Linked DNA regions of Xenopus tropicalis: region 1 is linked to region 2. The links are chromatin contacts, called in public Hi-C maps. All regions are on one chromosome and are shown on one strand. The core of a region is the stretch at or near the end of the contact, and the rest is flanking DNA. Distances in the headings are between cores, read along the strand shown. Region 1 holds the start of LOC100144286. Region 2 holds the start of LOC100496061 (ras-related protein Rab-38).

What was found. Hi-C and Micro-C count contacts between places; a contact is called where the count stands out from the background.
Region 1: a Hi-C map of gastrula embryo shows a contact between it and region 2, with 1.5 times the contacts expected there. The contact joins the promoter of LOC100144286 here to the promoter of LOC100496061 in region 2. A contact is called at or near these places in 2 of 5 Hi-C or Micro-C datasets (gastrula embryo and neurula embryo).

What each region holds. Positions count from the first base shown.
Region 1 is chr8:44,396,732-44,399,431 of UCB_Xtro_10.0, reverse strand. It overlaps LOC100144286, which reads left to right and starts at 1,447. Exons shown (of 8, transcript NM_001122813.1): 1 at 1,447-1,741. The coding sequence starts at 1,516.
Region 2 is chr8:44,248,266-44,250,965 of UCB_Xtro_10.0, reverse strand. It overlaps LOC100496061 (ras-related protein Rab-38), which reads left to right and starts at 1,407. Exons shown (of 3, transcript XM_004916815.4): 1 at 1,407-2,293. The coding sequence starts at 2,089. It overlaps itgb1bp2 (integrin subunit beta 1 binding protein 2), which reads left to right. Exons shown (of 12, transcript NM_001079220.1): 12 at 1-1,001.

The sequences.
Region 1 (2,700 bases), core at 198-2,697, 150 kb before region 2:
ATTTTAATTTGGGTGCACAACTCCAAAGCATAGCACATCACTGGTACAATATGGAACTCAGGAATACTTTATATTGAGGTGATTTTCTGATTGCAGTGCAGCCCACCAACTTGTATTGAAAGCTTATGGGAAATAAACTGTGCAAGGCAAGGCTCAGATCACTTCAGCTCCCCAGGAATATTTCAAACAACTCAGAAGAGAGTGGGCAAGGTTTTGATCAGGGACATTTTTGGATAAAACTGGACATGAATGGAGCAGATCAGGTCATGGCCAAATGATCACAATTTTCAATATTGGGAGGTATGATATAGGTATACCTATGGGAAATGTGTTGTTGAAGCCCTACATTTAGTGGTTTCCTTCCAACATATTTCCCTTTATATAGGTACAGTTATGAAGTGTTTATGGCTGTGCTAAAATCACTGCACCACATTAGGTGTTTCCCTTTAAATCAGTGGTGTAATGCCCTCCCCAGTGGGGTGGTGGGAGGGGCTTGCGCCCTCAGCCATATGGCGGGACTGCTACTATCCAATAAGGGAACTTTAAGCAAAGGGACCTGGGTGAAGTTTTTATGGTTGATTTGAATCGGCACAAGCGTCCAGCACCCCCTGCTGGTAGTTCCTCCCCTGTTATTACCTCCTCAACCAATACACTTTTTTGTGGCGCCAGGCGCCATTGGCAGACAAATGTGGGGGACCTGGAATTGTACCAGAGACATCAACCAGCCCCATGTCATGAATGAGACAATGATTCAGTCCTTTTTAGGTCTGAATTCCTATTCACACTAAATGATAACATGAAATAGAGTGTGAAAAAGCCCAGGATTGTATCATTATTGCCCTCATGAAATAGTGCTGGTTGATGACTCTGTACAGCAGACCCAGCGATTGTCATGGTCCCCCATCTTACCCAGGTCTGCTGTATTCTAGTTATTCTAGTCAGCAGCATAAGGCTTTCTTGCTAAAATCTTTTTTTTTTATATCAGTTTATAATAAATACTGTGATTATTGGTACACCTTTTTAACAAAGATGCTATGCTTATAATGTTAAAAGATCATGAATACAAGATTCTGGTCCATGCACATACACAGGCTGATTCAAACTGAGTTGGCCCCTCGAAATTGAGTGCAGCTTATTGGCTCATGTATAGGCCCCTCCCAACATCCTACTCAACCAATATCTGACCTCCAAACTTTGGCCCTCAGATTTATATAGAACTGCAGTGCACGTCATTTGTAACTGTCATGGCTTATAAATTATTCCTATTAAATGTCTTTAATAGGAAAGAAACACAACATAGATGAAAGAACCTTTTGTTTTTGGGCAGTCTGTGCTGAACTGGGGTAAGCATTGCAGTAGTATTTCATTGGCTCAACTAGCCAACCTGCAATTAACAGCACATGGGACACACTAGCACCACCCAGATCGGATGTTTCACACCCCACACTTATTGCTCAGTTTCAGTTGTGATGGGGGATTGTTTTTCAGAGTAAGGTTTGATGTTAGTCTATTAATATGGCATCAGTGCACTTGCCCAGAATGTGCTGTTATTTGGCCGACACTGGCACTAATTTAGTCCTGGGTTTCAAACCAACACTCTGTCATTCAACATGTGTCTGCAGTGCAGTAATGGGACTGGGTGTCTTGGCGTTCTGTTATTACCGCAGTTATGGCAAGAAGGAGCAACAATGTGTGAGCATGGGCAGGATATTGAATGTGGCCACTTTCCTGGGAACATCAGGTGTGTAATCTAATTTACCTGAATGCCTTTGGTAACCCTGCATTTATCACAAAGGATGTGGCAAATTTTCTGAAGGGACACGTCGTCCCTTTAAATCCAAACACCTGTAAAACATACATACTGCAGGGCTGCTTATCAGCCCAGATACGTAACTAGTGCATGCAAACCAAATAACATTCAAACCTAAACAGCAGCATGTTAACTTCATCTAATTGGTTTTAAAAAGGTAAGCTAGCAGCTCTAAGGGCATGGTTTTAGGGCATATTTCAGCTGCAGTGTTCTTGAATATGCTTTAAAAATACAGTAGGCCCAATACATTGGCTTGCATGTTCACCTGCATTGTGAATGAAAGTGAGAGCACCAGATGCACGAATAAGGTGCATCTATCTGTGTCATGTGTGTAGCTGCAACAAACAATGTAAGTGTGTGCTTCTGTAAGGCTGCATGGGAATTTCTAGGTGTCTGATTATCCTAAACATAATTGCATCCCAAAATGTTAATTTGACATTTTTAACAATGGTAGCTGAGCGTTATCTGTCCAGCCACTTCTTAAAACCTTGTGCCACAGTGTGCAGCTTTTTCAGATACTGTCCACTTTTAGCTATTGATCATTGGCCAATGGCCATTTTTAAAAGTAAATCTCATCTTAAGGTGTATTGGGTCAAATGTTTTTGTGCAGGTAGGATTAACATGCTTAATTATAATTAAGCGCATAATGAAAGGGCTGACAAAACCTTTGCTTGCGTAATGTTAACAATAATCTGTACTTTGCATTTTTTACAAGTGCCGCTTATTTAAAGTGATGCTAGTAAAATAACGCAACAGGCATTATATTGATTATTATATTGCCTCCAATAAGGATTAATTATAGCTTAGTTAGCATCAAGTGCAAAGTACTGTTTTATTTTAAAAATAAAAAAATGGTTTTCCAGATAACGGATCCCATACCTGTATCAAAT
Region 2 (2,700 bases), core at 158-2,657:
AAGGATAATTACTAGGATAATTGCTAGGATTACCCCTTCCCTTTACTCTCTGTCGTGAATGTTTTCTAAGCGGAAGTCCAATATGCTGGGGGTTACAGTATCTGTGCACTGGGAATGATTTACCTTACCAGAATCAAACATGGAGTAATTTCAGTTTCCCTGTTTAGCTCAAGAAATAAGAAAAACCACTGGGATTTTTTGTGATTAAAGCAATAGGAAAAGAGGATACCTACTACATTCATTGCACAAGATGGTATACTGCTCCTTTAAGAAATGTATTCACAGTTGTGTGGATCAATCCAGAGGGGCCATGGCTTTGTGGAGTTTTTTTTTTTACTATAGTCCAGCAGATGGCACCATCGGTACAAATACATGGCTTATACCTTATTTACTTCTCTTCCAACTAAAGCTTGGTTGAGCGAGATGCTATTAGTAGTATTACTACTAGTCTCCTCCTTTGCCTTTATGATCCAATAGCACAGCTGGAATATCCAGGTAGTCTACTGTGACTCAAGGCTAAGAACACATTGCAAAATAGGGATAACAGGTATTTAGGCAAGTTAAATAGCCTCAGCAGCACTTGGTAACAAATGGGGTTAACTGCAAGGAATGGTGGTAGATTTATATATGTGTAATAGTGGCCCTTTTTTGTTATCAGTAACACAAGCTCATGTGTGTGCCCAGCTGCCTGTAGCGTCAGGTCCCAAGCAGCCAATCACAGTGGTCTCTGCAGCAGCTCCCATACAATTCTTGTGATAATTACTAGTGTCACAGCAGGCAACAAATCACCTAAGTGGCACTAACCTTACAGTCACCTTCTCTCTGCAGTTCTTTATTTGCATCCCCCATCTATTTCACTTCCCATTCATTCACACTCTCTCTCCCCTTTCACACTTCTTCCACCTCTTTTTCCCTGTGCATATAATCTTACTTTAACTGGCCTGAGATTTCCTGTTTTCTTTTGTTTTTCTTAATAAATATTTGTATATTTTCCTGTGAAACTGCATACTGCCTTAGTTTGCACAGTGCCTGTTCTTACCCCCTGCCAATGCAGTGGGGCCCAAAGGAAAAGGGAACCAGAAAAGATCAATTATTACATTTTTTCTGGGCCTTTTTTTCCATGAACCATACCAAGGACTGGGGGCAATGGCCCAGATATATATTAATATATATTATAATATATTTGCAGACAATCCATGGAGTTCAAGTAACCCTGTATGTTCAGAAAAAAGAGAAGGTCCACATCATGCAGGGTTATAGTATTAATTGCTGTTTGCTCCTATGCTGGCTTTTTTAGTTGTAAAGAGAAATATACAGTTGTGTTTACATATGGTTGCATAGCTATAGCAGGATACTTATATTTATTTATAGTTACATAGGTAAAGTTACATACAGTAGAACCCCCATTTTACGTTTTTCAGGGGACCATGGGAAAATGTAAAATCAGGGAAATATCTTGCGATATTTTGTAAGCTCCAGGATAGGTGCGCATGCGCAGTGTGTATTACCAGCCGAAAGTGGTGACTCTGACCTTCCCAATATGGCGCCCACGATGGGAAAACTTTACTTCCTAAAGTAAGTGCCCTTTTTAGCTGAAAAAGAAGCAATTTGCTAGCGAGAGGCATGTTAAAAATCCCGGGAAGAGAGCTAAATGGCGGGAAAACGTAAAATCCGGGGACATAAATTCGGGGTTCTACTGTAGTTAATTTGGGTTAAAAAAAAGTCTGAAAAGTTCAAAATTTTCTAACTTGTCCGATCGACTTAACAACCGATCACCATGGTTTAAAAATGATCAGGGCAATAATTCAGAGCCCATGTGTGCATGGTCCAAAAATGATATTGGTGTGTGCTAGAATGCCAGATGGAGGCAATTTACCCCCTGACAGTGTATATCATAGCCCCTCTGGGGCACGCTGTAGACTTACTCAGGAGAAATGTGCTAATGCACATACTGACTTTTCCTCACTTCTCTGCAGAATTCCAACTTGTGCCAAGCTGAGTACACAAACACACACACACCCAGGCTTATAGAGCACACGATCCAGAGAGCACAGTGACTATTGACTGGTGTGTCTCTGAGCAGCTTGCATGATGGGGTCTCCCCAGAGGGAAATTCTATGTAAGGTGCTGGTAGTGGGTGACCTTGGTGTGGGAAAGACGTCAATCATCCAGCGTTATGTCCACAACGTTTTCTCTCAGTGCTACAGGGCTACCATTGGGGTGGACTTTGCTCTAAAGATTGTAAACTGGGACCTGAACACCATGGTCAGACTGCAACTCTGGGACATTGCAGGTGAGAGGACAGACTTTGTGGGGCACTCTGCAGTTGTACATAATGCATATCAAAGGGGAACTAGAGCTACATTGCAAGGTGTATAGAATGTAACCTATTCATAATTTTTTTACTGTCTTTTAAATGCGAGTCATAATTATGGGATTGAGATGAATTTAATAACTTCCATTTCCTGCTCTACCGAACAGGAAACTGATTCTGGCCTATTCTAATGACTTCCTCTTCACATAGACATCTAGGGCAGCTCATGGTTTTAAAATAGCTAAAGTTGCCCAAAGGCAGTATATCCAGTAATTATGAATGAATATTATAACATTTTCGCATAGGAGCTAAAGTTGTAGGAGTTGTGCTGATGGCTTGTTCGGATGCTGTGAATGTGAATGGCCCTGGACTCTGAGTATAGTTTA